Regions from separate parts of the Sus scrofa genome. Here regions 2, 3 and 4 are each linked to region 1. The links are chromatin contacts, called in public Hi-C and HiChIP or PLAC-seq maps. All regions are on one chromosome and are shown on one strand. Each heading gives the region's core, a stretch centred on a gene start, on an enhancer-like site or on the middle of the called end of the contact. The rest is flanking DNA. Distances are from core to core; before and after follow the strand shown.

What was found. A called contact is a pair of places that touch in the nucleus more often than the background predicts. HiChIP or PLAC-seq counts read pairs in DNA pulled down with a chosen protein or histone mark.
Region 2: a contact with region 1 is called in a Hi-C map of skeletal muscle, with 5 times the contacts expected there. The contact joins the promoter of CTIF here to the promoter of SMAD7 in region 1. A contact is called at or near these places in 4 of 47 Hi-C or Micro-C datasets (embryonic fibroblasts, heart right ventricle and skeletal muscle).
Region 3: an H3K27ac HiChIP or PLAC-seq map of skeletal muscle shows a contact between it and region 1, with 6 times the contacts expected there. The contact joins the enhancer-like site here to the promoter of SMAD7 in region 1. A contact is called at or near these places in 1 of 5 promoter capture datasets (liver), 15 of 47 Hi-C or Micro-C datasets (alveolar macrophages, embryonic fibroblasts, epiblast stem cells and 8 more) and 2 of 2 datasets of contacts at active chromatin or transcription factors (alveolar macrophages and skeletal muscle).
Region 4: a contact with region 1 is called in an H3K27ac HiChIP or PLAC-seq map of alveolar macrophages. The contact joins the promoter of DYM here to the promoter of SMAD7 in region 1. A contact is called at or near these places in 1 of 47 Hi-C or Micro-C datasets (liver) and 1 of 2 datasets of contacts at active chromatin or transcription factors (alveolar macrophages).

What each region holds. Positions count from the first base shown.
Region 1 is chr1:98,537,238-98,544,397 of Sscrofa11.1, forward strand. SMAD7 (SMAD family member 7) reads right to left here and starts at 5,078. Exons shown (of 4, transcript NM_001244175.1): 1 at 4,466-5,078; 2 at 3,072-3,125. The coding sequence starts at 5,078.
Region 2 is chr1:98,128,346-98,135,158 of Sscrofa11.1, forward strand. It overlaps CTIF (CBP80/20-dependent translation initiation factor), which reads left to right and starts at 4,968. Exons shown (of 12, transcript XM_013992850.2): 1 at 4,968-5,269. LOC106508955 (a long non-coding RNA gene) reads right to left here and starts at 4,996. Exons shown (of 3, transcript XR_001306118.2): 1 at 4,911-4,996; 2 at 4,098-4,190.
Region 3 is chr1:98,272,276-98,279,367 of Sscrofa11.1, forward strand. All of the region lies in intron 6 of CTIF (CBP80/20-dependent translation initiation factor), which reads left to right. Among named protein-coding and RNA genes, the nearest start is that of TRNAD-GUC, 48 kb to the left of the region's middle. Within about 2 kb of position 2,341, at least 29 of the 83 cell types and tissues checked have an H3K27ac peak or open chromatin away from gene starts, as enhancers often do. A contact at or near this core is called in alveolar macrophages, liver, retroperitoneal adipose tissue and 2 more, where this site is marked.
Region 4 is chr1:99,022,808-99,030,148 of Sscrofa11.1, forward strand. It overlaps DYM (dymeclin), which reads right to left and starts at 1,857. Exons shown (of 17, transcript XM_021092922.1): 1 at 1,555-1,857.

The DNA.
Region 1 (7,160 bases), core at 3,828-6,327:
AATAATGAGTGAATCACCTAACCTAACTCTGATCATCTGGGTTTAAAAAGGGGCCTAGAAAAGTTAAGAGTGACCAGAGTTAAGAGGTAAATGCAAGGCTAGGTCCCAGACTGCTCAACTTGAACTTTGGAGGCTCCATCTGCCAAATGGGTACAGGTCACCTGGATCTCCCAGCCTAAGCAAATAGTGTTCCCAGCAATACCCCACACTCCAAACCAATCTTCAAACTTTTCTGACCATTAGATACAGGACACGGGAAGCAGAGCCCACAGAGCAATCTCCCCCCAGTATCCTCACTCCATGAGCTAAGATCTCATTCTCACAGCCTGCTCTGACTCCTGATGTGATAGGGTGGGGGCAGGGGTCCTCACTTCTGAAAGCCTCAAGTCACAGCCACCCTGCTCCTACATTCAGTCACGTCTAACACTCCTTCCCAGAAGATCCTGCTGGCTTCATACCACCTAGCGCCCAGGTCTCCCAGGCTGCAGTGGAATGGCTTGAATCACAGCAAAATGGAGTTCCCAGACCCAGTCCTCCCCCAAAGGCTGCAGCGGTGCCAGGCCCCAGACCCTTCCCGCCACCTCTGCCCAAGCTGGAGACGTCACAGAAGAAATCCCTTGGTTGTGCAACTGCTTAAGATTTTTACTTATTTATTTATTTTTTTATTTTAGGGCCGCACCTGCAGCATATGGAGATTCCCAGGCTAGGGGCCAAATTGGAGCTGTGGCTGCTGGCCTACACCACAGCCACAGCAACGCCAGATCCAAGCCACATCTGTGACCTACACCACAGCTCATGGCAACGCAGGATCCTTAACCCACTGAGCAAGGCCAGGGATCGAACCTGCGTCCTTATGGATGCTAGTCAGATTCGTTTCCGCTGCACCACGATGGAACTCCCAACTGCTTAAGATTTTTATAGTTGTCCACTGTAAATCTCATGGCTGATTCTCACCTAGTAACCCAAGTTCAAAAATTCAACCTAAGGCTCAGAATGTAAGCGGCTGACCTGAATTGCCCACATATAAGGTGAGAATAAAAACCAGGGGCAGCACCCCATCCCTGGCCACAGCAGCCAGCAAAACCAGCCCCAGGCCTGGCTGCCCTCCAAAGTGTCAGAAGAGTCCCACCGCCAGGGCTTTGCCTGTTAGCACCTTCAAGTCCTCTACACAAGGGTGATTTTTTTCATCCTATTTTTGTTTTGGGCTTTCTGTTTGGGGTTTTTGTTTTTGTTTCTTTGCTTGGGGGAGGAGGGGTTGGTTTTGTTTTACACCTAAAAGTTTTTGGGTGAGTAACCAGCTGTCTGAGTTTCCGATTGGCAGGTGAATCACTTCCTATTGGCTGATCTGAAGAACTTTTTTCTCCCCCTTGGAAATGGCACATTCCTGTCTTTGTGGCTTCTCTGTTTACACACATTTTGCTACCTAATGTCAACACTTGCTAATGAATAAATATATCACTCCACTACTGAATATGAGGTCCTGGCCCCAGAGGGCGACTGCTTGAATCCAGTGAACAGCTCTGCCCCTCTATGTCTGCAGGAAACCCAAGAGAATGTGGTCCTTCTTTCTGCAGGTTTTAGGAAGTTTCTTGGATCATTTCCCCCTAGTGGTCTTTACCCCTGAGGCCAAGGGGACCAGCCTCTCTTTCTCTCTCTCTTTTAAGGAAAACCTCCAACACTGAGGCCCACGACAGGAAAAACAACAATGGGACAGAGATGGCCCCTTGGAGAACGAAAGTTCATAAAAGAATTCTTGAGTCTTGATGCCAAAAACCCAGTCAAGTTAGATTATTTGAGAAAACAGAGCTTGGTCATTTCAGCTAACGTTTGTTACAAACACAGAGCTGGTTATCTCCTCATTAATGACCATTTATCTAGTGTTTTGTAAATCGAAAGCAAAATATCACATGCTTTGCAGGCCACTTATTAGACAAGCACCAGGCAAGCAGCAACGCCTTGCACGACTGGAGGCAGCGTGGAGTCGGGGAGGGCTGGCTGCAGAACCCCGGCTTTGGTTACACCGTTCATTAAAGTATTTAATTTACGACAACGCCCCAGCAAAACTTTTAATTAGTGGAGGGAAAGGCCCAACAGCCAAAACTTATGAGGCGGATGGACTTGTAGAATTCCAAGAGCGAAAAGGGGCCCAACCCTTCACTCTTCCTTCTCCCAGAAACTTGGCAAAATAAATGTCACAAGCATTGCATTTTTCAGGCACCAGTACAGACCAAAGTTACAATCCATACTTTCAAACAAATGGACCTCTCGCTGTAAGATAGGGCTCTAAGATACAGGGGACCATCCAGTGGTCACCCCTGAGTCCCAGCTTTGAGGACCCCCCGCCTCCCCTGGCACTGTGAGCCCCTGCACTGCCAGTCAGAAGTTGAATGCAGACAACCGCAACGGGGCTGGTGCCAGTCTCAAGTGCGGCTTCTGCCCTGGCCCCAAGCCATCTGGTGACAAAGCAACAGGCAGGCAGAACTATGCTAAAAACTTTCAGAGCCCCCACCAAGAATTCTGAGAAAACCAGGAAGGGAAGGGCCTGTCGTCTTTACGTCTTAAAGGTTCAAATTCGCTTACCCCAAAGACCTCTCTGTACCTTTTTAAACTGTCTTCCCTCCCACCAAGCTATCCATTCTTCCCACTGATACTTCTGGCACTCATAACGTCTCCAAAGTTTCCCATCAACCTGTCCTCTTTGGCTCCCAAGACACTTCTGCAAGGATCAAATTCCACGTGTTTAAAAGCTGAGCCAACTTGGGTTGTGGAGTGCAAATACATGAAAAAAGGAACAAAATGTAATGCATATCTAGGAAACATCTTTGAAAAAAAAAAAAAGAAAAACACATACATGCATAATATTGTATCTATACACACACATATTATCTCCAGGTTCAGTCACAACAAAAACAGAAAAAAATCCACCAAACTTCCCACAGAGGAAACCTATAACCACCTTGGGGCAAGCCCAGGGTCTCCCCAAGCCGCTGCCTAGACATAAAAAATCCGAGTTCTAGAGACTCCATTTCTAACCTAAGATAGGAAGGATATATTTAAAACCCTCTACTCACCAGTTGGTTTGAGAAAATCCATCGGGTATCTGGAGTAAGGAGGAGGGGGAGACTCTGGAATTAAAAAAGAAAGAGAAAATAAAGGCCGAGCCATGAGAAAGAGAGATAGAAACTTATGATAACAGAGGCATTCTTTTAGCCCAACTGTTTGTCTTAGCTGTGGGGGTTGGAGGCAGGGCCGCGAGGCGGTGATTGCCTTGATATTTAGCTGTCAGATAAACAAAAGAGGCCGCCTGGCGCCAGCCTCGGCGCTCCGCTCCTCCACGTCTGCGGCCGCCGCCGCCGCGCTCGGCCGGCCCGGCTGGAAACCACCGGCTCTACCGGGGCCGGGCACTTCACAGTTCACAGGGCGGGGGGCGACCAAGCCCCCGCTCGGTCCCAGAACTTCAGATCCGACTCCCGCCGCCGCCCCCCCACCCTGACTCGTCCCCCAGGGGTGCAAATTCACCTTGGCCACCGCAGCTCCTCTCCACACCGCGCGGGGGAACTCGGGGCTCCCCTCTCCCAGCCCACCCGCGAGGTTTACCCCAAGTCCGCTGGTGAACTTGGATTTGTGAACGCCCCGGGTGCACCCCCGCCCCACACAAATATGCAGAGAAAAGGAAAGCAATGCAGGAGGCTGGGATCTCAGCTGAGAAGCCCAGGCCCCAGAGCTGTTAAGGGGCCGTGTCGTCAGGGAGGGCTGGGGCCCGACCCTTCTGCAGTCAGGAACTGTGCTTTCCTGTGCAGGAAGAAAGGAAAAAGCAGAGGGCACCCAACTTCTCCTGACTGCTTGTCCTCTTCCACCCTGGGCTGGCAGAGTTGAGAGCAGATATCCAGCGCCGCCGCCCATCAAACTCTCTTCGCCCCAAAACACAAAGCTACTCCGGACAGGGCACTTTCCCAGCCACTTGTGCCCGACAGGACTCTCCTTATTTACTAAAGGAGCAGGCAGAGACGTTCCAGTCTTTACAACTGCTTCTCCCAGCCTTCCTTGGCGGGCTTGGACCGAATCCAACTCGGCCACACACCTCAACGCCTTTCCGGGTGCAGGGGAGGCGTGACCCCCCCTCCTCCCCCCCACACACTTCTCTCTGCACCCCTTGGTTGATCCGGAAATGAGAAATCTATCTAATTTTTAACCCCCGGTCTGTAGAGTGTGTGCATGAGCAGTGCCCAAAACCCCGCTAGGGGAAACAGAGGAGGAGAAAAAAACTGTAAGGGAACCCCCAGGGAATGCCTTTCCAGGTTCCCCCCAGTCCCTTCTCTACCTTTGTCCCTCTAGTCTTCTCCCAGGAGGGGATGTACTCTCCCCTCTGGCGAGACAGCTGCACAAACACACAGCCGAAGGGGGCTTTTCTTTCACTACTTGAGCGCCAAGGGGAGAGGTGGGTGGGCGCAGAACAACTTCTTACCTAGTTCGCAGAGTCGGCTAAGGTGATGGGGGTTGCAGCACACCAGCTCGGGGTTGATCTTCCCGTAAGATTCACAGCAACACAGCCTCTTGACTTCCGAGGAATGCCTGAGATCCGGCCACCTGAACACTTTGCACAGCAGGAGGGGGAGCGAGTAGGACGAGGGCGGCTGCGCGGGCTGTGAGCCGGCAGGCGCCCCCAGGCCCAGCCTGCAGTCCAGGCGGCCGGGCAGCAAGAGGCACGCCGTGCGCGTACCGCCGCGGGACTCCACGGCCTGGAGCAGCAGCTCCAGCTGCCGTTCCTTCAGTTTCTTAAGCACCGAGTGCGTGAGCGCCTTCAGATCCGCCTCGGCGCCCCCGGCCACGCCGGCGCCCGCGGCTGGGGGGTGGGGATGGTGGTGACCTTTGGCACCTCGCACCGCCTTGCCCAGGCAGCAGCCAGCCCTGCCTGCGCCGCCGCCACCGGCCCCATGTGCCCGGCCGTCCGTCGCCCCTTCTCCCCGCAGCTCGCCTCCTCCACCGCCTCCCCACGCGCCCTCCTCCTCGTCCTCGCCGCCGGGCGCACGGCTCCTCCAGAGACGCCGGACGAGCGCAGATCGTTTGGTCCTGAACATGCGGGGCGAGGAGGCGAGGAGAAAAGTCGTTTGCCGGCTAAGGAGCGAACATGACCTCCGCACACCATGAAGAAGTCGGGCGCCGAGTTGGGGCAGCAGGCGCAGGCGACAGCAGCAGCAGCAGGGGCCCGGGCAGGAGCGGCGGCGGCCCGAGGGGCGCTCCGTGGCATGCGCCAGTCTCCCGGAGGCCGGGGGGCGCGCGGGGGCCCGGAGGCGCCCGCCGGGGCTCGGGGGCCTGCGCTCCGGCTGCCCCACCCCGCGCGGCCCGAGCCGCGCGCTGCTCTCGGGCCCCGGCGCACCCCGGAGGAACGCGGCCGCCGCTTCCCTGGGGGCGGCGAAGCCTACCCCGGTCGGCGCCTCCCCAAAAAGAGGCCCCCCCGCAGCGGCTCCCGAGTGTCGGGCTCGCCAGCCTTGGCTTCCTACATGGAAGATCCGCGGGGGCAAAAAAAGAAAGGCGTTCGGCTGGGCTGCCGGAGGGAGGAAAAAGCCTCTTTTCCCCTTCCTAAGCAACTTAATTTGGGGGTGGGGAGAAGGAGGCAATTAAAAAAAAAAAAAAAAAGGCAGGCACGCGATTTATTTTTTTCTTCTATATCCTTAGTAACCGGATCTCCTTGAATTCCGTGCACACGAAGACTCGGGGGAGGGGGCCGAGTGGACTTCACCCCGCAGGAGATGTTTGGCGAAATAAGGAGGTTCTCTCAAAATCTAAGAACCAAATACGCAAAGCCCAAAATGAAAACCACCACCTCCTCGCACCCCGGAGGTCTGGGGGCGTCTGGCTGGAGCTGGGGTTTAAAAAAAGAAAATGTTTACAAAGTAGAACAAGACGTCTGAGGGGTGGAAAAAAGGTATCCACGAGTTACATTCCCCTTTTTCCTTGCAGAGCCCCACTGGTCTTCCTCTCCTTTTCTTCGGGGGAAAAAAAAAAAAAGCCGTGTATTTTTTTAATCCACAGAAAGCTTTGGCTAGGCTGTTTCAATCCTTCGCATCTGGGTGATTTGGAGGAGTCTCTGGTCTTTCCTCCTGAGCTCCCGGGGGCCCTAGTCCTCGGCGGGGACTTCCTCGGGGCTGGCGGGGGCGCAGGGGCAGAAGATGCTGCGGCGGCGGCTGCGCCCCGCGGGGCTGACAGCGCGGGGGAGGGCGGCGCGGCGGCCGCGGCGGGCCCCTGGCGGGTCGCGCGCTCTCGCCCTCCGCTCGCTAGCGCGGGGGCCGCCGGTGTCCCCTCCCCTGGGAGCCGGGGCTCCCCTTATGGGCTGCTCGCCCCGACAAGGCTGCGTCGGCTGGAGGCCCCGGTGTCCCTCACGCCGCCTTCTCCTCCGAGACTCTCCTCGTCGCGCCCGGGAGCCTCCTTGTCCCCCGTCCGCCCTCTCCTGGCGCTCGAGTCCTTCTGCCGCCGCCGGGGGCTCGCCGCGCCGCACCAGGGACTCCTGGGCCAGGCGCTCGGCAGCTCGGCGCCGGCGGGCTGGCTCTGTCTCGGGCAGCTCTCTCCCGCGCGGCGAGCGGACAGAGCACGGCGCCCGGCTGGCTCGCCTGGCGCGGTTCGGGGACAGGATCCTCCGTGCGCCGAGCAGGCGAGCGAGTGTGCCCTGGGCTCGCCGCCTCCCGCAAGGCCTCCCGCCCCCGCCCCCTTCCCTCCCCCTTCCTCCCCTTCCCTCCCCCGCCCCCAGCCGCTGCCGCCGCCGCCTCCCCCCCACCCCCCGCGGGCCCTCTGCTCTGCTGGTTCCACTGCGCAGTGGCGCGCCCGGCTCCGGCCTCGTCACGTGGCCGTCTAGACACCCTGTCGCTTTAAAAAAAAAAAAAAAAAAAAAGCGATTGTGTTTCGCAAACAACAGATCGGGTTTCTAAAAGCTATTTCTCCCCCCGTTTCCCCCCCCCGCCACCCCCACCCCCTCCCCGGTCTGCGGGGGGGGTGCTAATGGGGGGGCAGATAACGGTGGGGAGCAGAGAAGCTCCTTGAATCGACTGAGAACTGGCAGAATCCGGGGAGAAATGGGAAGACCCAAGAACACGGATCGCGCTTCGCCGGCGAGTTTTTGGAGCGGAACGAGCGGGTCGGTGGCCGGATTTAGACCCAGTCCGAGG
Region 2 (6,813 bases), core at 3,718-6,217, 410 kb before region 1:
AAATTCCCAACTGCAGGGATCATAATGGCCATAACTCCTTTCTCTGCACTGCTTCTCTTTCAGACTGTTTTAGATATGGGCCTTTTTAAAAGAAGAATTCAATAAGTTGTATCATATTTACAACCATCATCACAACCTAATTTTAGAACATCTCCATCCCAAACCCCCAGTCTACTCCCCCGCTCCACCGTCCCCTGCCACCCCGGATGTGGGCCTTTGGATTTCAACAATGAGAAACTCTCTCAACCTAGCACAAATTAAACGGAATTACTATAAGGACACAAAATTACAGCGGAAAATAAATAAATAAACAAATAAATAAATAAAATAAAAGGATACAAAATATTAGGAATCCAAGAGTGGTATAGTAGAGCAGTCTGTGACAGAGAATCGGAAAATTAGGAACTGAGGCTACTCTCCACAGCTCCCTCCCTCTCTTTTCTCCCCTTCACCCTCACTCCCATCTCCCCTGCCTACTCTTCTGGCACCTGTTCCACCAAGGCCACAAGCCCCTCCTCCCCCTAACCTGATGGAGGACAGCAGAGTCACCAACAAGCAGAGGCCTCTCAGCCTCTTCCTGCAGATTTCGGCAAAAGGGAATCTGATTGGTTCAGTTCATCTGCGGGAGCCAGGGCCACTTAAGTTCAGGCCCAACAAATGGCCTAGAGCCCTTTGGATCAGATGTGTACCCTTGGTCCAATACGACTGGCTGCCCCACTCAGTATGAAAGTGGCACAGTTTTTCTAGAATGTAGCCTGACAAACAATGAAACCTGTCTCTTGCAGATATGTGGGGGTGTATCTTTGCCTAAGTCCTCAGCATGGACAAGGCCATCTGTGGATGAATCACTCATGACACTGACCTGTGAAGTCTGACCTTGAACTCTAAAGAAATTGGGGAATGCTTGACTATTCATGGGCTTCACATACTGTCCTTGAATCTTGCAAGACAAGATCTGCTTGTCTTCTCTTCCCCCATGGATTTCAGGGCTTTGTTAGATGAATATGACAAACACTTCCTGCTCTTCTGGAATTAAATAGCTCAAAATTCATGCTTTTGGCTACTTAACTTTCAGCTTCTTTTGTCAGCTGGATAATAAACTTCTCAAAGGGATAACTTCAGGTTTGGAGTTAATCTTAGCGATCACAGAGCCTCCCATTTTACAGGTGTGAAAACTGAGACCCAGAGAAGAAAATGTGCAGCAGAATAGGAACACGTGGGGCCTGGAACCTCGTTTCATATGCTGAGATCCCCACGGTGCCTGGCAACACCTCATGTGCAGCCTTTGCCCGATAAACACATGTTAGTTCCTTTCTTCTTCAGCTTTTGCTTTTCTCAAGCTCGTCCTTCTCTACTGCTGTCCCTTCCTCCACCTCCAAACTTCCACCCTCGTGGATCACTTTCCACCTGCCTTTCAGGCTTTGGTCTTTGGGGCTGTGTGGTGGAAGCTGAGCTGAGGCATGGGTGAAATTCAACCTGGTCCTATCAAGCTGTTATCTCTCTAGGCCAACACCACAGTAACAGAGCGAAGACACTAGACGGATAACTTCCTTCCTTCTGTGGGGTCACTGGCCAGCCACCTGATGCCTGATGAATCTGCTCTCTAGCTTCCACGTGAAGCAACAACCTCTGTCATGCCTCCCAGGCCAGTGCTACAAAACCGGGATTCAGGTCACAGCTGACCTCCTTCTGGTGGGAAGTTATAAGTGGATCCCTTCTTGTTTCTCTCCCAGACGTCTTCTCTGACCATTCTAGCATGCTCCCTAGAATGCTTTGCTCATTCAGCATCACCCTGCGCAGAACAGCACTCCATCAGTTCTTCTCTGATCTCATGAGGGCCAGCTGGTTGCCTCAGCTCCTGAAGGCAGGCCGTGTCTCTACCCCTGAACTCTGGTGGGCCTCCGCCAGGCCTTCAAGAACTGCCCTGGCTGATGGTAGAAAGGCTGGTAGGAGGGCAAAGAGGAAATGGGAAGAAAAGAGAAATCTTGGCTTTTACTATTCTCTTAGGAAAGTGTGGACTAGGAAAAGCAACTACTTAAAGCAGAGAGAGAGTGTGGCTTTTGATTTCTTGGCTATGTGCTGACCAGTTAGACAGAGGCAACCCTGAGCCACTCAGATCTGCCATGATTCCAGGGCTAGTTCATTGACTCTGCATCTAGCAGGTCCTGGGACCTAAGCTTGCAAGTAGGCCATGTATGATCAACTGTAGAGAAGGAGGACACAACAACAGGGACCAAGCCCCAAGCCTCCCACACTGGGAAACCCACAGTTTTCAGCCTGAGGGACTCACGGAGTCTTCCTCTCAAAGATCCCCATTCCAGCCTGAAATCCTCATTAGCACAGGCCATTTCAGAGGCCTCTCAATAAGAAAAAATGGCATAGTTGAAGGAGAGAAGCAAAACACTATCTTATCATCCACTGATGAAGGTTTATTAGACTGGAGGTAAGGCAGAGAGCCAGATTCTGGGGTATGGAAAGCAGGTGGTAAATGCTGATGAGGGGAAGAAGGAGTGCGGGAAACCAGGACACTGTTCAGCAAAGGGGCCTTGGGTGGGGTGACACAAGAGAGGTCCTTGGGTAGCAGGGTGGGAAGGGGGAAAATGTAGCCGCTGCCAGCTGGGGAGGGTTAGGAGTGCTGAGCCTGCAGGAGGGGAGAACTAAAACTGGGTGAAGGTTCCTTGAAGGCAAACCTAACCTACTTCACACATGAAGATGAGTCACCCCCAGGAATCTTTCTTGAACCACCAGCTCTGCGGGCCTAACTGCAGGAGAAAAAAAAAAAAAAAAAAAAAAAAAATTTCGGAGATCATCATCCTGGCCCAGAAAGAGACTCTGGAACAGGAAAAGGAATCAGCCAACACAGAGTGTTGCTGTGTGACTGAGCGAGTTTAACTGCATTATCACCTTTGCTTCACACATGGTCAAGAAAGATTGTTGAATAAGCTGTCCAAGGTCACCCATTTGGAGGTTAAGTAAACTGCTCAAGGTCACAGATCCAGGGATGGTCATGCTTGAGATTCAAGCTGAAGGGTCAGGCTGACTCTTGAGTCTCTGCTGTCCCCCCTGGTCCCCTCACTGCAGGCACAGCCCCCAAACAGAGGCGTGCACTCTCCAGGGATGTTTTGCATGCTGCACATTGCTCAGCCTTTCCTCACCTCTGGGAGTGGATCCTGTTGTCACCTCTGGGGTGTGATTTAAAGCAAAGGCAAAACCAAGACCCAGACAATTCCATTCTTGTTTCTTTACAGGCAGCATGCCTATCACCCAATGTGCAAAACAGCATTGACGACAAAAAGTAGGTAAATGGGAATCTGTTGAGTGGCTAGATTCCAGTACTGTTGCTTTATATTTTGTAAACCTAGGAAATCATTCAGATGTCAAAGCACAAAAATAACTGTGGAGCCTATGAGGCATAAATGCTAAGAGGGAGGGACCCACCAGCGGAAAGAGTCAGGTGTGCTTAAGTGTGTTCCTTTGGCCTGGGGACTGGGACTGGCACCCAGACAACTAGCTTCTGGTACCCACTCTGCCTATCACAAATGTGCAACTCCGTGCCTGCTGCCTTCCTCTAGAAGGGAGAAGATGACCTCCCTCCATGCCCTTTGATGCAAGAGTCAAATGAGCTGCTCTACTGGATGTGACTGGATGTTGCTTTGCTTGCCTTTGATGGCTTGGTGCATTCTGAGCCTGGAGCCAAGAACACATGCTCTCCACTCTCAAAGAAATCCCACCATTTCTTCAAAGGCCCACGGCAAACCCCATCTCTGGCAAAAAGCCATCCTAGGCTCCTTTTGCCCTCTAGACCCACCCTTCATCCCTGAGCCTCCTTTTGGGGTCCCTGCCCTCTTCTGCCCTGCCAAACTGCTGGGACTTGCATAATTTGCTCTCTTATCTCTCATACGGAGACTTTATACCCTGTAGCCTTAGTCAGAGGCCTACCGCATCCTTTGCCTTGTTAAAAATTTTAGTATTTTTAGCTACAGTACTACTTACTTCTTCCAGGAAGACTTCCTTGACCCTCTCCCACCTGCAGCCACCCTCCATCCTGAGAGATACCTGGCACTTTATGCTTATTCTCATGTTAAGTGTTGACTTACTCTACTTTCCTTGTCTGTGGTCCTTAACCAGATGTTGAGCTCCTTAAGGGCAGGAATCGAGGCTCTGTCTTGGCAGTCCCAGAACTATCCCATCTGTGAAAAATACCCACCAAATGTTACATGACGTAGTACATGATTTTCTTTGATTATATTGTCACACAGTTCCTCCCCCGAGTTTATAATCCCCTTGCCTGGAGGGTGTGCAGCATCATATGTTTCTCTAGAAGGCTCAGTGCCTAGCACCTAGTAGGTACTTGGAAAACACTGGTGATTTGGTTAAGTGATTACTGAATTATCCATTGCATTGAATTCTCCCTGCTTTAGCCCTTGCCATGGCCAATGGAAAATTAATTGGTTGCAAAGTGCATATCTAATTACAACATCCCACCCCTGCCACTGAGATGTTCAAATGTTAATTATAACATATGCATCTCAATAACAGACGTTAGCATTTAATACAGCGTTAATAACTACACTTGGGCAGCCCAATGCGTACACAAAGCTCCCTTTTATCTGCCATTAGTACGGACTTAGCACTTAAAGTAAGGAAGTCCACATCCTTAAAACTGGTCTGGTCCCTAAAACCCAATGTTATCCTGCAAGCCTGGACCGCGCCTAAGCCCCCAGTTCTCCCCACGCAGAGGTTCCCATCCAAGGCCGTGCCAAGGTCGTGAGGGGAGCCGGGTTTGGTCGGCCGGTTTTGGGGTGGCTAGACTGGGCTATCTAGGCTGCTCAGGCGGCATCCCCGGCTTCCCCGCGGCGTCCCGCTCTCCAGGGCCCGCCATCCCGGGAAAGAAAGGAGAACTACATTACCCAGCAGGCCTCCCGCCGCCCTCTTTCCTTTCGAGTCTTTGCACGTGGCCGGAGGGGAGGGCGGGGACTGGACGTCACTCTTCAACATTCTCTTTCCCTGTGTCAGAGCAGGGATCATTTTTTTTCCTTCCTTTACTCCCTCCCCCCTACCCGCCCCTCCCTCCCTCTTTCCCTTCCCTCCCTCCCTCCCCTCTCTGCTGGGTTGGTGCGCTGGGGCGCCGGAGCCCCTCCGCTGCCCGGACGCACGGAACTCGAGGCAGGAGTAGGCTCTCCCGAGCCTGCTCCCTCCCTTCTCCTTCCCTGCCCCCTTCCCCCACCCCCCGGCTCGGGCTCGGAGCGGCGGCCAGAGGAACCCCGAGGTGAGCATCCCCCTGCCCGCCCCCCTCTTTTAGTCATCTCCGCTTGCGGGTCGATTCGGGGACCCGAGAGGACGGCTGCGTGACGTGCGCGTGCTTATAGATAAATCCGGGAAAACCGCCCCAAACAATTCGCCCCCTTCCCCCCTCCCTGAGTCCGGGGCGGCCAGGCGTCCGCGCCCATCCGTGGTCCCCGCCTCTGTAGAGGACCGCACTACGCGGTCTCGCCCCCTCCTCAGGTTTGCTGCTTCTCCGCAGGGTTCCCCGCCGGTAGGGGAGCCGAAGCCCTGGAGCTCCTGTGAGGAGGGGGGTTCTTGGCGGGGGGGCGCTCGGCTGGAGCTCGGCTCGCGTTGGAGCCGCGCGTTGTAGCCGCTGTCATGTGCCGGATTCCGACCCGTGGGGGGGGGAGGAAGAGAGCGAGCGTGATTCCTCTCCCTTTTGTTTTGAAGCCCGCATTTGCTGCATCAAGCAGTTGGTTTAGTAGCGGCCAAACTTGCAGCTGTTTTGACCGCGCTCCGCTGAGGTAGGGAGCGCAGCTCCGGGTGGCGGCTCCCGGCCGGAGGCTGCTGCGCTCGCGGCTCCCGGAGGGACCCGGAGAGAATGTCTCCTCGCTGCCCCTCCCTCCTTCGGTGACTGATTGTGTCAGTGGCAGCGGCCGCGTGTGAATGTGTGTGCGCGCCCGTCCCCGCGGGCGCGGGGATGTCTGTCGTCTAGACAGGCTGCTCCCTCCCTCCGTCCCTGGTGAGCCCGCGGGCCGCGGGGGGCGTGGGGGATGGGAGCAGAGGAGGAAACTGGATCGGTGGATCCATTGCAGTCGCAGCTTTGGACATTCCCCGCAGCGGTGATTGTGTTGGCTTATTTATTATTATTCTTGTCGCCGCTGTGTATCTGGGCCTAGGGAATAGATCCATCGGCGGAGCAGGGGTTAAGTTGACAGGCTCTGAAAAACCAGCTCGCGGTGGAGCTGGTGACCCAAGCCGGAGCGGAGTGGGCTCCAGCTCGGGTTCTTCAGCGAGCAGGTGACTGTCCTGAACACCGGCTTGGGGCGGGGGGGGAGGGTGCGGTGGCTGGTCTGCTGCTGCGGTCTGGTGCTCCTTAGGGCCGCGTACCCGAGCCTGGGGGCACCTGGGGGAGGCGTCCCGGGAACCGCGCATCTGAGTTGGGTACGTCTCTCCATTGACATTAAATGACACTCCGGGGTCTGAGCCCCTCATCTGGGCGGTGTTGGCTCTTCGGTTTCGTGGAGTTTTCAGGGTTGGGGTCGGGGGACAGATGTGAGCAGAGAGGGAGGTGCGGCGTGTAAAGGGAGGGATGGTTGGCGGCGCGGTGTGCATCCCCATCCCGGAGAGTGAGGCGTCGCCTCCCCCGCCCAGCTGTTTGTGTGTGTACACACCGCTCCGGCTTGGGGCGGGGGCGGGGACTGCAGAGAGCGGCGTAGTGGGGACGCGAGTGGGCCCCGATACCCCACGGGGATCGGTCCCGCCAGGGCTCGTCGTCTTGTGTCTGTTCGCGCTCGCGCCGGGGGTTACTTGGAGAGGGGGGCGTGC
Region 3 (7,092 bases), core at 1,091-3,590, 270 kb before region 1:
TCCCTGGCCTCACTCAGTGGGTTAAGGAGCCACCATGATCTTAATCTGCAGTTGCCATGAGCTGCAGTGTAGGTTGCAGATTCTGCTCAGATCCTGTGTTGCTATGGCTGTGGTGTAGGCCAACTCTGATTCAACCACTAGCCTGGGAATGTCCATGTACAGCAGGTGCGGCCCTAAAAAGCAAAGCAAACAAAAAAAACCCAGATGGAGTTCCCGTCATGGTGCAGCAGAAACAGATCCAACTGGGAACCATAAGATTTCAGGTTTGATCCCTGGCCTCACTCAGCGGGTTAAGGATCTGGTGTTGCTGTGAGTTGTGGTGTAGGTTGCAGATGCGGCTTGGATCATGCATTGCTGTGGCTGTGGCATAGACTGGCAGCTGTAACTCTGATTCGACTCCTAGCTTGGTAACCTCCCATATGCCACACTTGCAGCCCTGAAAAGCAATCAATCAAATCAATCAATCAATTTATCGATCAAAATTTTTAAAAATCCAAGAGATCTGAAAGAACACCCATGTGCCCGTGTAGACCTCAGGCCGAGAGCAGAGCTGCCTCTCCAGCTGCGTGTGAGACCCCGTCCCTCATACCTGGGGTGTCCTTTCCTCTCCCTTCTCCAGATCTCCCCGCTGTCAGATTTCACCCCCTTTGTGAAACCGTCCTAGACCAACCAGCCCACCCCGGACCTCAGGGATTCCATGGGCCTTTGAAGGAGCTGGTGCTAGGCCACTTTTGAGCTTCTCCAGTTGTTTCTTGCCTCTCCATGTGCTCGTGCTTCCTGGAGGAGGCAGACGACAGCCTGGGCCTTGAGTCTTGGCCAGGGAGGTGGACCTATAGAGAGAAAAGGAAAGGGTGTGGCATGAAGGATCGCAGGAGTGGATGGGCAGCGGTTCAGAAGAAACGGAGGCCATGGAGAAATGATTGGAGGAGTCCCGGAGTTCCGGAGGGCCCTTCCCAACAGCAGAGAGACCAGTTGGGGCAAGCGCTCGAGGCCTTCCTTGGGAGCGGACCAAATAGGGACTCAGCTGAATGTTCTTGAACAGAGAAATGTACGAGGGAAGGAAGGTTTATGGAGCCAGGGCAAATGAGCAATCCTTAGGCCGGCTTTCTGGGACCTATGTGGAGTTCCTATGATTGTACATATCTTCCCACGGTGGCCGAGGAAGGAAGTTTTGTTTCTTCGTTGGGGACCGGCCAGAGTCCCTTTAAAACAGGACTTGCCCCCAGTAGAGAGGTCATCTGGTCCATGACTTGCTTCAGGCCAGGCCATACCCAGAATCCTTCGCTGAATGACAGAGGGCTTGATCCTCAGTTGGGGCAGGGTGGGGCAGAGGCAGGCCCAAGAGAGGCCAGACTCAAGTCGGCCTCCCTCACGACCTCTGGGGGGGCCCAGGACACTTCCCAGACAGCAGGAGCTGTGCTGCCCAGCTCTGCTCCAGAAGGGCTCGGATTCAGGACAAGGACGCCAGCAGAGGTGCCAGGTGCCCAGTGCCAAGAGCAGGCCCTCAGCTGGCTTCCGAGGCCTTAGCTACTGATGCTCAGAGAGAGGCAGATCCACCCTCCTGCACACACCCACCCGAATGACACAACAGTCCTGAAACCCGGCCTGCAGCCCCACCGCCGCTTCCTAGATCAGCTTCCCAGGGCTAGAGTGACCCCCCTGGCTGGTCTGGGGATGTCCTGGTGACTTGGGCTGGTCCTGATTCAACAAGGTTGCACCCGGGTCCAGCACCTTCCTGCTCTGTCCTTGGCGGCGGGTGGCAGGAGCAGCGGAGGCTGGGGGAAGAGGAAGGTGTTGCTGAGGGTGTGAAGCATCCATTATTCCTTTATTAGCCACGGTGCCATTTCTGGTCGCGTTCTCCTTCCTGGCGGCCGTGAGCTGGGAGGCGGAGAAGCCTAGTTATTTTCGTTTACCCCAGCTCCTCTCACTGGGAGCCGCCGCCGCCGCCGGGGGGCCCGGGGGCGGGGGCGGACAGGGCTACGTGCTCTGGAGCAGGCGTTTGTGAATGGGCCCTGGCTCCCAGGCCACCCCGACGGCAGGCGCCCCCCGCCCCCCCCAGGACGCGCTGACTCTCACTGGCTGGCCGGCGTCGCTTCTAGCCTTGCAGTGGCCGGCAGGAGGAAGCTTTCTTCTGGCCCAAGAACAATACCAGGGTCAGCCCGGGGACCTCCCTCCTACACCCTCTTCCTTCCATTGTGAACCGGGGCACAGTCCCAGGCCGCTTGGCTCTGCAGGCTGCGGGGGAGGGGGGGCCTGGGACGGGGAGAGATGAGCAGTGTGTGTGACACCTCCCCGTCGTCTGCCTCCACTTCCCAGGCTGGCCAGGGTTCTGGAGGCAGCAGATGGGCAGACGGAAGAAGCATGTGTGAGTGGCCACTGGGTCCCTGTGCTTTGCAAGGGACTGCCAGCGGGGCGACGCCACAGGCTGGGTGGCAGCACGCCCTGTCCCCTGCCCCCGTGGAATCACAGATTGTCAGGGCTGGAAAAGGCCTGCCCAGACCCTCTAGCCATCACCCCATTACACAGACAGGGGAACTTAGACCCCAAAAGGTAAAGGTTTTACCAGACGTCCTCTTGCCCTGCTTACAAATCCTTCAGTGATTCATTCCCGAGGCCTTATGGGGAAACCTCAGACTTTCCTACAGCCCCGGTGCCTGATGGCTTCCTAGGTTTCTCTCCTGGGACTTCCTGCCTTTGACTAGTTAATGCTCCCTGATTCAGCAGCACCAGTGCTGAGCCCCCCCCCCCCGCCCCCGCCACATTTGCCTCCCTGCCACATACCTATTCTTCAAAGACTGCTTGAAAGTCATCTTCTCTACGCTGCCCTCCCTGATAACTCACTTCCTTTTGCTTCTCCTGGGCTCCTCCAGTGCTTAATATATCCCTATAAATGGGCTGCCCTACACCTCACTGGGTGCCCGTGTGTCTCTCCTCACACATATGTACCTCTCCCCACACCACACGCTCCACATCCTACTCTCCTTTGCAGCCCTTAGGACACTGGTTCTCCAAGTGTGGTCCTCAGACCAGTAGCATGAGTATCACACAGGAACTTGCTAGAAATGCAAATTCTGGAGTGCTCCTCATGGCTCAGTGGAAACTGACTAGCATCCATGAGGATGCAGGTTCAATTCCTGGCCTTGCTCAGTGGGTTAAGGATCCAGCATTCCCATGAGCTGTGATGTAGGTCACAGACATGGCTTAGAGCTGGCATTGCTGTGGCTGTGGTGTAGGCCAGTGGCTACAGCTACAATTTGACCCCTAGCCAGGGAACCTCCATATGCCATGTGTGCAGCCCTTAAAAAAGAAAGAAAGAAAGAAAGAAATGCAAATCCTTAGCGGCCTTCCCCCCTTTCACTGCTTCTGACCAAGCAACTCTAGGGGTGGGGCCAGCAATCTGTGTTTTGACAAGCTCTCCTGATGGATGCTCAAGTTAAGAACCAGTGCCTGAGGACCTACTTGTAGGCCAATTGGCCCTTAATATTTTTTTCCCTATCTTTTTAAAAAAATTGAGATCTGTTTGACAGCATTGTGCAAGTTTAATGAATAGGAGATATTGACTTGATACATTTACATTGCAGTGTGGTAGAAATGTACTGTTAGCTAACACCTCTACCAGGTCACAGAATTAGTATTTCTTTTAGTGTTGGAAACAAGTAAGCTCTAGTCTCTTGGCAAGTTTCATGTTTATACCCGTTCTGTTGTCTGTCTTGGTAACTTCTTGATAATGTTGCCAGTAATTGACATCACCTATGGCTTTCTATTTGCTGACAACATATTTGGTTGTTTATTCTTTTTTTAAATTTATTTGTTTTGTATTTTTATTTTTTTGTCTTTTTAGGGCCACACCCACGGCATATGAAAGTTCTCATGCTAGTGGTAGAATCAGAGCTGCAGCTGCCAGCCTACGCCACAGCCACAGCAATGCGGGATCCAAGCCACGTCTGTGACCTACACCACAGCTCATGTCAATGCCGGATCCTTGACCCTCTGAGCAAGGCTGATCAAACCTGTGTCCTCATGGACACTAGTCAGGCTCATTAACCACTGAGCCATGACAAGAACTCCTGTTTATTTGTTCTTTACCATTATTTTGCTCAAATGGAGGACAAAGAATCTAACCTTATTTGACAACTGAGGATGTGGATTTGCAAAAGGGTTGAGTGAGTCAGGAACACCATAGCCCCCCAGACTCTGGCGCCTGCTCCTGTCACTAGCCATGCTCCAGGTGGATGACCTGTTGACCCCAACAGCCCTGGATGAGCCCCTGTGGATTAGCATTCCTGAGGGTGCTTATTACCTGGCCATCAAATTTAGACATGTCAGCAGAGACCCCAGTGACACTGTGTGTTTGTTTGCAGGTGGTCAGAGCCACCGCCTGGGGTAGAGTGTGGGGGGGCAACTTTTGTTTCAGGAAAGAGGGGAATCCCTGGGCTAATTACTCTGTCCCTTCTCTTTGGACACACTGCTGTCTGTGTAGCAGACTTGTCGCCTTCAGTGTGTTGGGCAGCAGCTGGTGGTGACAGGAGTTTGTCCCTGAACTCAGAGCCTCTGTCGGTAGCCGGCAGTGACCCTGAGCCATAGTTAGTGGCGCAAGGAAGCTGACCTGGGGAATAAAACAACAAACACCAGCTTTTGTCTACAAAGGGAATAATCAAAAGTTGATGTTAAATAGACTATAAATAATAACAGTAACGTAGTTACAGGCCTAGCTAAACAGACTATGAAAAAGCTGAACTTTGAGATCTGTCAAGAAAACAATTCTGGCCTTTCCCGCTGAGGTTCGGTGTTCTGACTTCTGGAGCAGAGGGCTGATGAGGACAGAGCCCTGGCCCAGGGACAGGCCAGCATGAGCCTCTGAGCCTCACCGTCCCACTTCCTGTGAAATAGGAGGGGAGGTCCTGCCCTCCTTTTGGACCCAGCCGTCTACCCCCCCATCCACTCTTGGGGTGCTTCTAACAGGAGAGACTTCAGTCGATGACTGAAGCATGATATGCATCCTTATGTCCCCCAAATACCTCACTTGTCCTCTTGGCACCATACCCCTGGAGGGTTCGCCCCCGAGGTGGGGCCGTAGGCAGCTCTGTTCCTTCCTCTTCCTCTACCTCCCAGGCTCCGCTCACTCCCCAGAGTTTATAAACCTTGAGTTTTTCCATTACTGCTGAGGAAGTTAATTTAGCGTTTTGCTTCTTGTCTCAGAGTGTGTTTGGGGTCCCAGAGGACTCTCAGCCTGGCGGGGATCCAGGGAGAGGTAAGTGGGGGCCTCACTCTCCCCTGGGACAGGCACGGTGATGCTGAGGGCTGCCAGCACTGAGGATTCTGGGCCCCTGTCATCCCAAGAGGCCCCCCGGCTGTCAGCTCACATGTTCTGGGTTGAGCAGCTGCTCCTCATAGACGTGGCCTCAGGCGGGGTCGAAGCCAGAGCCTCCGAGGGCCCAGCTCGGCTCACCCTCTGCCTCCATGCCTCAACATCCTCATCTCTAGGGTGAGTGTGTCAGAGCCAGTGATCTCAATAGCCATTTCTACCTTCTTACATCCTGGGGCTGGGATTAAGTGACAGCTCCCTCAATCCCATGGGTATCATGTGAGGCCATTGATGCAGGTGGGATTCAGGAAAGGTGGGCTGGGAAGATTTCATGACTTCCTGAGCAGGTAGGACCCAAAGAATTAGATCCATCTACCCAGTTTTTCCAAAAGTGGTACATGTCTATAGTTCACACAAATTAAATAATTGAATGATACTTTAAAAAAAATTAAGTAATAGTAAATAATGAAATAATAGCCTTTAAATGCTAAAGATACTTAAAAAAAAAAAACAAAACTGCTAAAACCTAAACAATTCTAAACAACCTGTAACAGGAGTTCGCGTTATGGCTCAGTGGTAACAAACCCGACTAGTAACCACAAGGCCGCCAGTTCGATCCCTGGCCCCCCTCAGTGGGTTAAAGATCTAGCGTTGCTATGGGCTGTGAAGTAAGTAGGCCGCAGAGCTGGCTCAGATCTGGCGTTGCTGTGGCTGTGGCATAGGCCCGCGGCTACAGCTCCAATTTGACCCCTAGCCTGGGAACTTTCATGTGCAGAGGGTGCAGCCTTCAAAAGGAAAAAAAAAAAAAAAAAAAAAGTAAAAGACCAGAAAATAGCAAGTCCCTGCCTCATTCTTCCAAAATTACCAGTTGCATTTCTCAAAGCAACTACTTTTCTCTTTTTTCACTGTTTTTCTAGTGTGCCGCAATATTTCTAATTATATATAAAACATCTGACATTTCTGTTATCTAGTACGCTATTCTTATACTGCTCTTTTTAACTCCATCAAATTTAGACATTACCTGCTGATTTCTTATTATGATAGATGTGAATTTTGTTCTCTTACACCCTTATCTTCTCAATATAGTTATATCAAATTTTAGTTAAATTCTTAATTCTACTTTATGTTTCTTTTCACTTTGAAAACATTCAGACTAACAGAAAAAAAAAGTTGCAAAAATAAAATATAAAGAATTTCTGTATACCCTTCATTGAATTCTTCAAGTGTTAACATTTGACCATTCTTGCTTTATCAGTCTCTCTACATAATTTCCTTATTTTTTTCTTAAAATTTTGAAGAAGGAATTGTGGACATGTGCCACTTTATCCCTAAAAATACTTCAGTGTGTTTTCCTGAAAACAGGGATATTCTCTTACACAACCAGTTTTCCTGATCAAAATCAGGAAATTAATATTGATAGAATGCTATTATATAATCTCCAGGCCTTATATTTTGCCGGTTGTCCCACTAATATCCTTTTGTAGCTAAAGGTAAAGTTTTGGGTGGTTTTTTTGCTTGTGTGTTTGCTTTTCCTGGTTTAAAATGCAATGCAAAATCACACTTTTCTTATCTCTCTCTTTTTTTTTTTTTGTCTTTTCAGGGCTGCACCTGTGGCATATGGACATTCCCAGGCCAGGGGTCCAATTGGACCTGCGGCTGCTGGCCTACGCCACAGCCACAGCAACACCAGATCTGAGCCTTGTCTGCAACCTACACCACGGCTCATGGCAATGCCCGATCCTTAACCCATTAGGCGAGGTCAGGGATCAAACCCGCATCCTTATGGA
Region 4 (7,341 bases), core at 607-3,106, 480 kb after region 1:
GGGTTGCTGCTATGGCACAGGTTCCATCTCTGATCCAGGAACTTCCCCAGGCTGTGGGCGTGGCAGAAAAGAAAAAGAGAGGGACTCAATCTTCTATAGACAATATACGCAAATATTTACAAATGAAATGGAGTGAGAATAGGACTGGGTGGAGCCATAGACGAAACTAAATTAACCCGAGTTACTGTTAGAGCTGGAGAAGGTACAAAGGGGTTTACCATATGACCCCATTGTGTGAAATTTTCCATATTTATAAAGTACAAAAACAAAGTCCTTGGCCTATCATACTAATATAGATTTTTTAGTGTATTTAACAATTGAAACACCTTCTTGTAACCTTGTCCGACCTCAATGGTCTGCCACTTAAGCCAAGTGCATCAATTATTCTCTAATCTCCACTCATTTTTCCCTATTTACTAACCTGATGAGTTTCAGGAAGTCACCTAACCATTAAAAGACTGTTTCTTCATCTGCAGGATGAGAATTTACAATTCCCCAGGCCAAGTTGTGGAGACAATTATCTAAGATAAACACTACAAAGCAGAGTCAGCATTCTAGAAATCTACATTATTCATAAATTTCATATGCTCAGCAGCAATCAATCACTTATTCCTATAGATCCTCTTCAATTCCACAGCCAGTTCCTCTCTTGAGCCTTCAATTCATCTGCCCCAAGGGCAGGGTCCCTCTCCACTGCCCTCAAACCCCAGTATCTTTCAGTACAGCACCTTACCTCTTCTCATTACAGGATCCCACCCAATCTGCCCCCAAGTCTATCCTGGATACTACCTTGCTGACCCTATTACAATCCTCTCACAGCTTCTCTACATTTCAGTACTTTCATCTTATCAGCTTTATTCACCCACTACTGTGCCCAGTTCCCAAACACCTGGGCTAACTTCCCTCCCTCTCACCTTTCTGTTGAAACACAATTGCTAGTTGTCAGGGAGTGGAGGAGAGGAGAATATGGAGGGACTGCTAATGGGTACGGGTTTCTTTTTTTGGATGATGAAAATGTTCTGAAATTAGATAGTTGAACAGCCCTGTAAATATGCTTAAAAAAAAAAAAAAAAACACTGAGTTACACTTTAACTATACTTTTAAAGGATGAATTTTATGGTATGTAAATTACCATTAAAATGTGTATGTCAAAAAAAAAAAAAAAAACTGCTCGCCCTGCCCATCACACGCCCATTTGTCACTTCAACCCCATCTCCCAAAGCATCGACTTGATCTTTGGTAACCCCCCTCCCCAACTCCTAGCCCCAGACTCGGACAGAGGCCCCTCTCACTCTGATTAACACACCCCCTCACTTCTGGACTCGAAGTGCCAGAACTGAACCTAGAATTGGGGGAAGGGGAGTTATGGGCAGCTCTCGCGGCTCAGGCACAGCCCTCCAGGGTGTCTCCGTTCCCCAACCCCCGGCAGAAGGACCCTTCTCCCCTGCCCTTCCCGGAGATGGAAAGGGTGTCCCCAAACCTGCTCTGGCAAGGGGTGCAGGCCCCAGTTGGGGCTTCCAGGGCCGCGTTGCCAGGGGCGGCGCCACAGCCCACCTGTCCCAGCCAACGGGGAGATCGGCTTCCAGCTCACAGACAGACAAGTGGGTGGCAGAAGGGACAGGACAAGCTTCGGTCGCCGCCGCAGCCGGGGTGGCGCACGGTGGTTCAGGCCTCCATGTTTCCACGTCTCCGCGGCTCCGGCTCTGGCCCTGGCTCCGGATCCTGCTACGGCTCCGCTCCCGCCCGAGCAGCGTCAGTGCGGAGGCCCAGAGGCGGGGAAAGAAGTGGGAAGCAGCCGAGAACGCCTCTGGGGACCGAAGGGCCCGGCGCGCTCCAGCTAGCGGTCACGTGGTGCGCGGCGTGTGGACTTCTGGGAAATGTAGTCCTTTGGGCGTTACGCGTTTTTCCACACTCCCGAGCCTCCAGGGCAACGGCAAAGCCGCGCGGCAAAATCAGAAGACACCGAAGCTTCTAACCCTCCTACTGGAGTCCTGGTTTACCTTGCAGCTCTTGTTCTGGTGGCCTAACTTTATTACGGTCCCTGTTCATTCCAACCCAATCATCACACTAAAGTCCAGGAATTCCTTGGAGAGCTTTGACGAGTGGGGAAATAGGAAAGTAATGTTTGACAGAGACAGAGTAGCAGGTCTAGAACTGCCTGCAGTACTGTCAGAAAGAACATGTCCAACAGGAAAGGGTCAATATGGTGCAGTACCAGAAGTTTAGAATTTGAGGTCAAGTGAGCTGAGGTTATCAGATTGACGTCCTTAAGCCCTTGCTTCACCTCTCCGGCTGGTTTCCTCATCTAAAATACATACAGGATCATGGTGATACTTCCCATGACATCGACGATGTCAGCAGTAACGCACATTATGGGTTGTTTTGTATGTGCTATACGCTATTACTTTACTTAAATAATGCTATGGAATAAATGTCACTGTAATTTCCATTATATAGTCAGTATGTGCCAAAATACTCTGAAAAGTGCTATAGAGATCTTACATATACTTTTCCAGCTTCTATTGCCAGAAAATTCGTTGAACTTGGCAGAATTATTGAAGGAAAATATACTCAAATACAAAGTACCTGGGAGCCTAGCCGAAAAGAGGTGGGCACTGCTACGAAGTGGTTGTAAACAATGCTGTGAATAATGTGTTGGTGACAGATTAAGTGGAAACAGTATGTATAGTATCTGATTTTCACATATGAATTATGTTTATAATACCCTTTATAACTGTGGGGGTGGGTGCTAAAAGGATATTAGCAATTATTATCTTTGGGGAATGAGATCACGCATGATTAAAAGTCTTTTCCTATGTGTTTTCTAATTCTTATGCAAAAAAAGATTAATTATATGTATAATTTTATTTTTAAATCACTATAGCAAAAAGAGGCACCAAAACCAACCTCAAAGTACTTTATAATTTTGCCTGTACAAAAATTACACAGTCTACCTACCCCAAAATGACCTAGCAACAATTGTAAGCATCTTTTCAGAACTAGCTTTATAGACCAAGAAACAGCTTGTTCTATTTCGAGGCAATCCTGTTTGTGAAATTTAACATCCCCTCCCATTTGTATTTTTTGCAGAGCTTGAAATAAAAAGCTGCACTAGAAACCAGTGTGCCCAGGCAAATGTCATAATGTTGCTAAGCAAATGCCATAAATCAGAGAGTAAGATTTTTTCTTTTGTCTTTTTTAGGGCCACACCTGCAGCAAATGTAAGTTCCCAGGCTAGGGGTTGAATTGGAACTGTAGCCTCGGGCCTACACTGCAGCTCACAGCAACGCCAGATCCTTAACCCGCGGCTCAGGGCCAGGGATCGAATCTGCATCTTCATGGATACTAGTGGGGTTCATTACTGCTGAGCCACAACAGGAATGCCCAAGAACGTTTTTCACAATATCTAATGCATGAATTGGAGTAGCAGTTCTTTGAAAACTACTTATTGTACATGCAATGCTCAAGGTATTATCCTTGGTCACCAACTTTCCTTACTGTCTGCACAAGAAACATGATAACTACTTCAGTGTCTAGTTAGTGCAGAAACAGTAACAAGAAAGCCATGAAAACCCTCCTGGTAAATGCAGTGGGGTATCTTGGATCAGATCCTGGAAATAAAAAAGGAAACAGTGAAAAAAAAAAAAAAAGGAAACAGTGGGAAAACTGATGAAATCCAGATAAAATTTGGACTTTAGTTAAGGATATTGTGCCAATGTTCCTAGTTTTTGTTTGTTTTGGTTTTGGCTGAGCCCTCAGCATATGGAAGTTCCCAGGCCAGGAATCGAACCTGAGGCACACCAATAACAATACCAAATCTTTAACCACTAGGTCACCAGGGAACGCCAAATTCCTAGTTTTAACAAATGTGCTATGGTTATGTAACATTTAGGAAAACTGGGCAAAGGCTATTCGGAACTCTCTGTACCCTGCAACTCTTTTGTAAATTTAAAATAATTCCATATAGCAGGCAGAATAATGGCCATCCTGAAGATGTTCAGATCCTAATCCCCAAAACCTATGACTACATTAGGTTAAACGGCAAAGGGGAATGATTGCAGATGGCACTGAGATTACTAATCAGATGACCTTAAAATAGGGAGATTATCCTTGATTATCAGGGTGAGCTCAATCACAAAACTAAAGTAAGAGGGAGGCAAAGAAAGTGAGTCATAAATATGGCTCTGGCAGAAGATCAAGTGATTCAATGTGAGGAGCAGGTATTGTTGGCTTTGAAGATGACGAGAGACTGGGAATTCAGGAGTAGTCTCTAGAATTTGGAAAAGTCAAGGAAATAATTATGCCCTGGACTCTTCAGTAGGCAATACAGTCTATTTATTTATTTATTTATTTTGGTCTTTTTAGGGCCACACCTGCAGCAAATGAAGGTTCCCAGACTAGGCGTCCAATCAGAGCTGTAGCTGCCAGCCTATGCCACAGCCACAGCAACACCAGATCTGAGCTGTGTCTGTGACCTACACCACAGCTCATGGAAATGCCGGATCCTTAACCCAGTGAGCAAGGCCAGGGATCAAACCTGAGTCCTCATGGATGATAGTCGGGTTCATCAACCATTGAGCCACAATAGGAAGTCCTGGGGAGCAGTCTTGCTGATACCTTGATTTTAGCTCAATGAAACTGAGTCAGACATCTTACTCAAAGATATAAAATAATAAATTTGTGCTGTTTGAAGCCACTAAATTTGTGGTAATTTCTTACAGCAGCAATAGAAAATAACTACATTCAAATTTTAGAAGTATAGTTCAAGAGAAAACTTCCAAATGGCTGCCTGTGTCTCACCAACTCATTTCCAACTTGGGACTGTGCAAATATCCATGCTACTTAGAAAGTAACTGTAAAACAGAAAATGCACAAAAAAATTATACTTCACTTCCCAGCTCATTTTGGTTTGCCTATTAGGAAAACCGACTATATCCAGAAACATGTTTAGTTACACAGGAAAGCCAATCAGTGAAACTTCGAGTGAGTCATCGGAAATGTTAAAGTGTCTGAAATTTTTTGCCATCCTGTGTAACTTCCTCATCCTCCTCACTACTCAGTAAGTTGCCAGAGAGATACTTAAAACAAGGTCTGGTGCTTCTTTTTTTTTTTTTTTTTTTTTTCCTCTTTTTTTGTGGGGGCCACCCTGTGGCATATGGAGTTCCCAGGCCAGGGATTGAATCCAAGCTGGAGCTACAACCTACACCTCAGCTGCAGCAGTGGTAGGTCCTTAATGCACTACACTGGGCTGGAGATTGAACCCGAGTCCCTGCCGCTGCAGAGGCACCGCTGATCCTGTTGCCTCACAATGGGAGGGATTAAAATGAAATGAAGTCACTAGCATGGGCCTTAATCCAATATGACAGGTGCCCATATAAAAGGGGAAAATTTGAAAACAGACACAGACAAGGTAATTTCCAGGATATTGTACATAATTAACATTTAAAAATAAAGCTGGAGTTCTCTCGTGGCACAGTGGGTTAAGGATCCTGCATTGTCACTGAAGTGGCTTGAGTTGCTGCTGTGACACGTTTGTTCGTTTGACATGCCACAGCTAAAGCCAAAGGTTTTTTTTTTTTTTTTTCAATAGTCAATCTTTTTTTTTTTTCTTTTTTTTGTCTTTTGTTGTTGTTGTTGTTGTTGTTGCTATTTCTTGGGCCGCTCCCGTGGCATATGGAGGTTCCCAGGCTAGGGGTTGAATCGGAGCTATAGCCACCAGCCTACGCCAGAGCCACAGCAACGCAGGATCCGAGCCGCGTCTGCAACCTACACCACAGCTCACGGCAACACCAGATCCTTAACCCACTGAGCAAGGGCAAGGACCGAACCCGCAACCTCATGGTTCCTAGTCGGATTCGTTAACCACTGTGCCACGACGGGAACTCCGGTTTTTTTTTTTTTATGTTATTTTTTTTTTTTTTAGGGCTGTACCTGAGGCATATGGAAGTTCCTGGGCCAGGAGTCAAATCAGAGCTGCAGCTGCAGGCCTATACCACAGCTGCAGCAATGCCAGATCTGAGCCTCATCTTTGATCTATGCCACAGCGCACTGAAACACTGCACCCTTAACCCACTGAGTGAGGCCAGGGATCAAACCTGCATCCTCATGGACACTATGTCATGTTCTTAACCTGCTTAACACAAAGGGAACTCCAAAAATTTTTTTTAATTAAAAAAAAAAACAACTATCACTTTCAGAGTTCTCGTTGTGGCACAGTGGAAACGAATCCAACTAGGAACCATGAGGTTGCAGGTTTGATTCCTGGCCCCGTTCAGTGGGTGAAGGATTCAGCGTTGCCGTGAGCTGTGGTGTAGGTCACAGACGAGGCTGGGATCCCTTATTGCTGTGGCTCTGGTGTAGGCTGGCAGCTACAGCTCCAATTGGACCCCTGACCTGGGAACCTCCACATGCTGTAAAAAAAAAAAAAAAAATTTAAGAATAAAAAATAAATTAAAAAAAATTCACTTTGATTTGGTAGTTCCCTTGTGGTGCAACATGTTAAGGATCCCTGGTGGGCTAGATCCCTGGCCCAGGAACTTAGACATGCCATGGGTGTGGCCAAAAAAAAAAATTCACTTTATTTTTTAATTGACTTGCCTATATTAAACTGAAAAATGATGTTATATCTAAATCTTCTCATATGTATATATCTGTGTAACCACCAATCACATCAAGATGGAAAACATTTCCAGCACCCTAGAAACCTCACTTGTCCTCCTTTCCAATCAGTATCCCCCAGAAGTAACCACTGTTCATACATCGTGCAACATAATTCCTTTGGAATACTTTCATTTTCACTGCTACATAGTATTCCAGTATATACATATTTCATAAATTTAGACATAAAATAATTGCTGCCTGGCTTTTGGATCCTTTAATCAGTTGAGCTAAGCAAGCTTGCCTCCGTGATTTCATTAACGAAAAATGATATTATCCCACAGTTTGAACACTGGAATTTTTGAACCCCACTTAAAGCACTATAACAAGGTTCTGTTGTGCCAATTTATTTATCCTTCCTACTTTAGGTGAATTTTCATGGTTTTTTTTTTTTGTTGTTGTTGTTGTTGTTGTTCCAGCTATTACAGGAACAATATTTCTAAGAATATTCTGGTACATCTCCTGGTACACAGATACAGGATTTTCTCTGGTATCTAGACTCTAGAAATGGAATGGCCGGATCATAGCGTACGTGCATGCCCTCCTTTACTATAGAATTCCAAGTGCTTTCCAAAGTTGTACCAGTTTACACTCCCACCAGCAAGATATACAAACAATTCCTCTTCTTCATCTTCTCAATTCGTGATATTTAATTTTAACGATTCCAGTGTTTTCTCCTTGTGG